Regions from separate parts of the Gossypium hirsutum genome. Here region 2 is linked to region 1. A link is a contact called in public Hi-C data. All regions are on one chromosome and are shown on one strand. Each heading gives the region's core, a stretch centred on a gene start, on an enhancer-like site or on the middle of the called end of the contact. The rest is flanking DNA. Distances are from core to core; before and after follow the strand shown.

Region 1 (4,786 bases), core at 687-3,186:
CTTATCTTTCTGGTCATTCATACAAGTGTTGATGATCTGCTTGATGGGCTCATAACAGAATTGAACAAAACCACGCTTGCAGGTGGCAGTGCCAGTGTTCTTGGTGGTCCATTTCCTGGTAGCTGGATCAAAAAAGTTCTCACCCCAAAGCCTTTCCATCATTTTGGACTCATCGACTCCAAACTTTGAGGCATACATTTTAGCAAAGTTGGTCAAGGTAAAAGCCCAACCATGCAAACCAGCAGAGAAGGCAACTGTTCCCTTCTCAGGGTAGACTTGAACATCACCAAGAAGAGGATCTTCATAGGTGGCCATGATGACATTAGCATTTTCGATCACTCTCTGGAATGTCTGGTAAGCCTCCTCTCCATCAACCTGAAGCTCAAGGAAGCACCTATCCATCTTGTTAACAGTCAAGACAGGCCTGATCCTTTCTCCAAGAGCCTGACGGAGGACAGTCTCTGTTTGGACACAGACACCTTCAATACAGTCAACGACCACAAGGGCACCATCAGTAATACGAAGTGCAGCTGTGACCTCAGATGAAAAGTCAACGTGCCCAGGGGAATCAATAAGATTGATGAGGTACTCATTCCCTTGCCTCTCTCCTTTGTAGCTCTTCAAAGAATCATCACTCATTTCATAATACAGAGAGATGCCAGTAGACTTAATTGTGATACCACGCTCAGCCTCATCGGCACGGGTATCTGTCATACGAACATCACCAGCAACTTCTTGTGCAATGATACCAGCAGCAGCCACAAGCGAATCAGTAAGAGTAGATTTCCCTGCATATCCCAATAAATAAATCAATAAATGAAGCCCAAAAAATTCAACACCATAAAACAGCACAATAACATATTAACAATTTCTATTATCAAGACCTGAAATACTTCTACGCTAACAAACTAAACTGGATTTCATTTGTAACTATTCTAGCATAACTTTTAAAGCTTACTTGTTCATTTTACCATTACTGATCTTTTGAAAAAGCTTACCCAGATGAAATTTCATAAATGAAGTGATGACACATGGACAAAAACAGCATTAACCAAAACATTAAAGTATACTAACAAGTTTGACATTTTAGCTCAGATTCAGTGATAAACTGACAATCCACATGAATTAAAAACATACCATGATCCACATGGGCAATAACAGACATATTACGGATGTTGTGCTTCCGGTCCATGATAGCACGAAGCTCCTCAGCTGTAAACTTCACCTGTAACATATCCAACATAAATCGAATTAAAAAACATACACAGCAAAAACTTAAACTAAAACTAAAAAAAAAACTCAGCAAAAGAAGAAACACGAATTATATTGAGAGAGCTCACCATCTTGACTTGTCTTTAAATTACACTGAACAATCAAAACCTGCCCATCAAACAAAAACAAAGTTCTTAATCTTCCAAGCTGAATGAAAACATGAGGAATCAGCAAAATCTCAAAACCCCAAAACTCATCCAATGGAAAAAACGAATATCTCGAGATCTAAGTTCATATTAGCTAGTATAGCCAATACACAGAAAATATGAAAAAGAAATGAAAAGAAAAGACCATAGAAGTACAATCCTTTTCCTAAGAGCGAAGAAAGTGCATAGTTTACTACTAAACAGATTCAAAATGAAAATGAAAACAGGATCTACGACTAGAAACGATTAAAAACCAATAACAGATGAACAGTTAAGGATCTATATAGAGAGTAGAGACAGATCTCAAAGAAGATGGAGAGAGAAGAGCAAACCTTAGAGTTAGGCGGCGAGAGAAAAGGGATGAAGATTGCAAGAAAAACTCTCCTCTCGAATAAGAGGTAGACAAAGGAGGATAGGCTTTATTTATATTCAACGAGGTGCCGACTAAAGTATGTTTGAGAGTGCCAATGTAAGGGCGTCTCAGCTAGGGTTATCTTCGACTTTCGAAACCTTTAAGATATTTTCAACTCTTTTTCATTTAATACTTAATTGGTTAAAATATACTTTAAGTTTGTGTACTTTTTATATATTTTAAATTTAGTCCTCTTACTTTTAATTACATAATTTTAGTACATTTATTTCTAGATTTTAAAATTCAAGTCTAATTTTTAGCAATGTAAAAGTTCTTCTATTAAATTTGCTGATCCAATAATTTGAAATAATAAAATACTTACTTGGTAGTCATATAACAAAAAAAAAACGTTATAATAAACTTAAATTTTGATAGAATAAGTTTATCAGTGGTAACAATTAGACTTGCATTTTGAAATTTGAAAGTAGAGGGATTAAAATCCTTAAAATAAAATAAAAGACTAAATTTCAAAGGTACAAAAAGTATAAAGAATTGAAGCATATTCTAATTTCTTCTCTCATTCTTTTTTCCTTTTTAGTAGAAATTTTAGTAGAAAATATAGATTCGATAATTTATTCTTGATTGATTTCATCATACTTCTTAAATATATATACATTCAACTCTCGAATCTTCAAAGAATTTATTCTCTTATAACCCCTAAAGAATTTATAGGGTATCTTAATTTTCCTATTTATATATTTATAACATATAGTGATTAAGACCCTATAAACAGATGGCATGTATAAGCCTATGTATCCTAAGTAAAAGTTGAATTATACTATAATTTTTTGTGTCTATTTTTCTGTATGTTTCTTATTATAAAATATGCATTGATAAGATTATGTTTATCAAATCTTAGTTTATTATTTTTCCTTCATTTATTTCAATCTTGTTTACATAAGTGAAATATTTTATTTTTAATTTTTGATGTTTTAATAATTGTTCTCAAACTTGCATTGTTTTTAAAGGCGTTTTAATAGTTTAGCCATTTGATTAAATTGTTAATTTAATTAAAAGTGTAATATATTTATTTTATGATATTGATGTCACATAGTATATATTTTTGAATATGTATATTGATCCCGTATTAGACGAAAATTGAAATAACAATTTATGCATGTTGATTTTTTTCATAATTAGTACGATGTATATGCTGGGATCTAGTGTCTTTAGTGTAAGATATCGTTAAATGTACTTGTAATTTTTTGAATAAAATGGTTTAGTAAAATTCCATCATTCTCATTAATATTTTTTTTATAATGTCCTCAACGGTTTTTGCACACAAAGTAAAATGAAAGAAAATATTAGTTCATTAATTATCTAAGGTTTAACTAATATTAAGTTGCACTATGTGGTTTGGATCATAATGCGAGAATACAACTAATAATAGTAGATAATCTAAATGGTCTATAGTCTAATCGAACTTTAACAAGTCAATTAAAAGATTATTATGTCATCTTTCAAGTCCAATTAGAGAAATATCTTGTTTTGAGTATCGGAGCAGATGACTCTTAGAAGATAGGTCTATCAACTCTGTTCTATCGAGCACCGGCTGAATCTACGCCAGGTGCCTTGATCCCAATTCTATTCTCACCTTTGACGGAGTGATCACTGCTGTAATTATCACCATCAACAGCGTTTCTCGATTCCCTGAACATTTTCATCTATAAAATAGAGGAATTAATAATCAACATCTAGATATCGACTCAAACTCGACTTTGGCATATACCTCTAGACTTAATTTCGAGCTCAATTTAGTCTAAGAATTAACTAAACCTATAGTTCTTATACCACTAAATGTATCATCATATACCAAACCTAATTGCCAAGTTCGAACTATAGGAGGTCACATTCGTTGTAGGAGAAACTACGATCAATTATATTCAAATTCTAGCATTAAACACTTAGATATGAGTATTACATGCTTAAAACACGCTATATGATCATTTTTAGGTCATATACGAGCTTACGAAAGCTCAATACTATCCCAAGGTCGAACAATGACTAAACTACAACATTTTCAAAACTTTCTAGACTGGTGTCACGATTTCCAAGGTTTAGTGATGTGACCTTGAATACAAGAAACAAGCTTCCCAACCCTGAGGACCAAATTGTAAAATTTCCAAAACATAACACGGTCGACGTCGTGACGAGGAGAGCTAATATCACGACATTCTTGATAGTCCATTATGTTCTCAATTTTATTTGATTTAACCTAACATATGACAACAATGTTTGGCCTTAAGGCCCCAATCATCCTTTCAACACAAATAGACATGCTCAAAATACCATTTTCAAGCCACTAACACTTTTACCATACATAAATGTTAGCCATTTCATTTCATTTCATTTCACTCACAACATTATTCATAAAATTGACCATTTAAAATTTGAAACAAGATAATCCTAAGTACATGCCATTTGACAAAATGAAAGGAACTTTACAAACTATATTGAGTTAATGGCTATAGATCGAAAGTTGACTTCACCTTTCAGGCTTCGGGAATTACCTAAACCTGCGCATGAAATAAACAAACTGTACGCTGAGCGATAAAGCTCAGTGGTAGTTTCATGATTCAAGATATTATAACATATAAATTAGCAATTTGACATAATGCACATATTCTCAATATCTATCAATACACATCCCATAATGCAACTCAATTCATCTATTATACATATATGAGCCTTCTTATAAAAATGACAATTCAAACTACTCAACATAGCATCATATTTAACCAAATCAATTCATTTGCCCATTTGTCTATCATTAAGCCATTTCTCATTCATTACCAATCATGAATTCAACATCTATACATACTTACTATTGATATTAATTCATCTAATTTCATGATCAAACTGTATCATTTTCCTTTTCGCTTACCATTCAATCATTTTCTAGAGTCTATCGACTCATTCATACTCGTTTCGGCCCTAAGGCTCGTTTTCAAATGAT
Region 2 (4,440 bases), core at 233-2,732, 500 kb after region 1:
AATGGCGATTCAGATCGTCTGATCCAATTCGCAATTCGTGATAAAACAACCCCATACGATGAATTGGGGTAACACTATATTACTATATTTGAAGTTCTTCCCTTCGTTTACTATTTCACAAAAGTAAAGGCTCATAACAAAAGCAACCAACAGACAACAATACATAAACAAATAAGGCCCCATTTAATTGTTATTTTTTCACTTCTTTGCTATTGAATTTCTGCTTCTTAAACGGGTTCTTAAAGGGTAGAAAGTAAAGAAACCCAAATGCCATATTCTTCAAAAGTATTGTTTGTTGTTATTCTAACTCAAAGGCAAAAAACGCAAGTCTCAAAAGCAACAATGAAATCATACCTAAACAAAACAATACTAATTAATTCAATTAAACTGAATTATGAAATATGAACTTAATTTCACACCAGTACTTATACTTCCATCCAAAACCTCATTTTGTCCTCTAGAAATACAATTTTATTCTCTAGAAACACTATATTACTCATGTTTAAGTTTTTCTTTCTTTCCTATCACCAAAGTAAAAGCTGAAACAAAAGCAACCAACAAACGACATTAAAAGATATGAACTTACTTGTCACACTTGTACTTATTATTCCCATCCAAAACCTCAGGCTGAAAAAACTTATGCATAGCTTCTTTAAGTGAACCACTGTTCAAAATATCAAGACTAATATCCATAATCTCATCAACTTTATTTGACTCCGCACCACACCCCAAACACTTAACCTGACTTTGCAAAGCACCCCCAAAGATCTCCTTAACTACGGTATTGCCATTCACTGCTTCTCCTCCTCCTTCACTTCCCTGTCGCCGCAATTTCTTCAAACGAAGACAGGTATTATGGCAAGCATCGATGACGTACCTCAAGAACTCGTGGGCATCCTCTTGTCGGCCGAAGCGGAAGTGCTCGGCGAATATTTTGATACAGCTTTGGATCTTGGAAGGCGCGTCAAGGGTGAGATCGAGGGTTAAGGAGCGTGTAATCCAGGCTTCAAGGATACAGAAAGGGCAGTCGCGGGGCTTTTTGGAGGCGGAGGCGTCGCAGGAGGAGGAGTGTTGGGAGCGGAGGCAGAAATTGGCGAGCGGTGGAGTGTAGGTGAGACACTGAAGAACGCTGTTGAGGTAACACGAGTTGCCGAGGTTTCTTAAGCCTAAAGGAGGGCCTTTCTTTCGTTTTTCACTGAGTAGACTCGGCTGCCAAGTCATTTGTAACTCGACAAATCCCATCAACAGTGATGATCCTCCTTCGCGGATCTCTCATCGGACGGCCATCCACACCGCCAGAATCGCATCTCCTTCAAATTTTCCGGGAAAATTTGCTCTCAAAATCAAAATTTCCCCTTTTCCCCGTTTAGGAACCTCTCAAAAGAACGAAGAAATTTCTCGCGAGGGTTCGTTGCTTCAATTTATTTTTTATTTTTATTTTTCCTTTTTCAGTTTCCCCTTGTGAAGTCTTGATCTGTGATTTTGGGTAAGGGTCCATTCTTCTGTTTCTCTTGGGCTTTTAATCTTTAGGGCTTACACCTAAATCTGATAAGGAACAAAATTTTATTTATGAAGGACAACAAAGTTGTAGTTTGTAGGTTTCTGTAACCAGCCTTCACAATTTTATTTTAAAATTATAAACAAAACAACCATTATTTAATCTTATTTTAATTCAATATAATTAGAAAGATTTAATTGCCTCCTTTATTTTACTCTCTCTTTTTTTTTAAATGAAATTCATGTATCATCCTTTTAAATGAGTTGCAAAAATGCATTAATGGGAAACATGTAATTAAATTGTAATTGGATAACTTTTTCATCTAAAATATATGAGTAGAGTATATTTTAATCGAGTATGCTAATGGAAGATTTGGTTACCTTCCGGATCACTATTTAAATAAATAATGATATCAAAATTACCTTTTCATATATTTAAAACAATAAAACGAGCTTTAAAATCTAATCAAGTTTGGGCAAACAAAGCCAACCTGAGAATGGACACCTCTAATCCCACCCACCAATGTACAGTTAAGACAAAACAAAACCAAAAACTCATAACACTACAGTTTAAAACAGTCCAAGTATTTCTTTGCAGATTTTCTACTTCACCTTATCTCAGAAGGTCACTTTCTCCAAATATAACAACCGGCGCCCCGAATAATCTGTGCAGAATCAATGGAAAAACAAGTTAAGACGTTGTTTTTTCCTGCAGTGTGTGATGGACATGCCAAAATAAATAGAAGCAACGAGATTAACTGGCGGTTCCAAGTAGCTCTGATTTGTGCAATTATTTATACTTTCAACATCATCTTTACAGATTAGGAGTTGTACATAACTATCTGTTCAGATTCGATGATGTAGCCATCGGTATGGTCAGGGCAGCTTGGGAGTCATCAGAGATATTGCGAATTGCTTCCCTCTTCAACTTGTGATTATTGTATGCCGCCACACCAGCAATGGCTACACAAAAGAGAGTAATAAAAGAAAAGATAAAGTTCACTGAAGAAACAAGAAAGACCAAAACAATTTATGTCCGAAGTAGATGGCTTCTCCAAAAATACTGAAACAAAAGCTAGAAACTACTCGAAATTTATAACAATATCGAAGCATGAGAACTAGCACTAGATGCAAAGATAATGAAGCCTAGGACTGCATCTAAACTTCATGCAATTTTCATATTCAAATGAATGTATCATGTTACTTCCTTGAAACAACCATGCATAAAACATTAGTTTAGGCAAATAAGTGATTAGGTATGTGAGAAATATCTTACATCTAATTATTAATGATTTTTATCCTAAGCAAGGTAAGCTCTAAGATTATAAATTAGCCTTGAAAGAAAGTATATGGAGAACCTAGTGAGTTAAAACCAACAGATATATATATATATAGTGTGTGTGTGCGCGCGCGCGCGCACGCTGGGGGGAGGGGAGAATGAGAAGAGTATCATCTAGTAAGAATTCTAATAGCCAACCTGAATCTCAAACTTATAGAACTCAAGGTAAGCCTTAATCTCGAATTAGTTAGTTCAGTAGTGACTTATGTGCATCCTTGTTGCAACCAACACAAGGCCACTTGGATTACTTGAGGGTCTAGGGTTAGGTTTAGGGTTTCATTCCAACAGATAAAATAAATTTGAAAGAACTGACACCAAAATGCCCTCCCCCAATATGTGCGTATATATGTATGCATATAAGCATGTATAAACCATGACACTAAAACACTAATAGAATACTCCTTAACAGTACACCTACTAACAGGTTAAACCACGATGCAGAACTTTGCTATAAGCGAGGTATAAATACTCCTTAACAAAGTCCAGCAATACCAAGGCATATGCTGAAGAGCAAGATAAGCGATGCAGTGTTTAGCATATCTAATGCATAAATATTCATGGCCAATCCGCAAAACCATGGATATCCGCCACCATGCCTGAAGGAGCCATTGCTCCTATCAACCAATTCGGATTTCTATAATTCATTTATCTGCTGCTATGGTACTTTCAAGGGAATGACTGAGCTACATCCTTGTCATCCACAATGAGAATGGATTGTCCGCCCATGGTTATGTCCTCAAAATGATGTAATAGATAAATGCTCGTACAAGAGATGAAGATATAAAAGAGAATTTACTTTAAGATACTTACCTATGCCATAACCAAATAAATTTATGACTGTCAACTTTGTATCTGCAAAGAGAAGGGCCGATACTAAAACAACCACCCAATCCTTGACGACTCCAGCAACGCGAATGGTTAGAGCACTAGTGTGTGAGATCACTAGGAAAACTGACAAGTTGAGTGCAAAGGTGCAGATAGAGTTCAGCGTTAGCACAACAGGGTGAAGGTTCCACATCCCATGGGCATCCATTTTTGGTTTCTCCAGAAAGATCCAAGGAATAAACAGACAAAGAGCACTGCAAATGAAACACAAACCTTTAATTCTAACTGATATCAAATTTATACGGAGAAGAAAGGGAATAATTCTAATACAAGGTAAATTAGAAAACTGATGTAATACATACCTGCAAGGACTAACATAATACATGATAGATATAGGGTTTAACTTGAGACCCTTTCGCTTAACCAGAATCTCCATGAATATAAGTCTTAAAGATTCTCCGACAACACCACCCATTTGGTAAACAACTCCAATCCAGCTAATATTTATTTCTCCATAAGAAGCCACCAGAACACCAAAGCTAATCACTGACATTATTAAAAGCATCCTGCAGCTCATTACCTCCAGTCCTGCTGCTACTCCAAGGATGAATACAGCTACTGGCACTGAAAACTCATTCAGAAAAGTACTGATATCACAATCTGTCATATCTACCATCTAAATAATAGTAACATACATAATGTACTTATTAATATATTCTTAACCCTAATTCATGGTGTTTGAATACCGAAGATTTTAATAACCAGCCTAACATCTTTCA

What was found. Hi-C and Micro-C count contacts between places; a contact is called where the count stands out from the background.
Region 2: a contact with region 1 is called in a Hi-C map of leaf, with 2.8 times the contacts expected there. The contact joins the promoter of LOC107903811 here to the promoter of LOC107903816 in region 1. A contact is called at or near these places in 14 of 34 Hi-C or Micro-C datasets (anther, callus, fibers and 4 more).

Annotation. Positions count from the first base shown.
Region 1 is chrD05:53,458,320-53,463,105 of Gossypium_hirsutum_v2.1, forward strand. It overlaps LOC107903816 (elongation factor 2), which reads right to left and starts at 1,937. Exons shown (of 4, transcript XM_016829985.2): 1 at 1,751-1,937; 2 at 1,341-1,380; 3 at 1,138-1,225; 4 at 1-788. The coding sequence starts at 1,343.
Region 2 is chrD05:53,961,222-53,965,661 of Gossypium_hirsutum_v2.1, forward strand. LOC107903811 (ubiquitin carboxyl-terminal hydrolase 25) reads right to left here and starts at 1,483. Exons shown (of 7, transcript XM_016829981.2): 1 at 587-1,483. The coding sequence starts at 1,242. It overlaps LOC107903810 (probable sugar phosphate/phosphate translocator At3g14410), which reads right to left. Exons shown (of 8, transcript XM_041092168.1): 5 at 4,024-4,285; 6 at 3,647-3,915; 7 at 2,337-2,460; 8 at 1,906-2,162. The coding sequence ends at 2,162.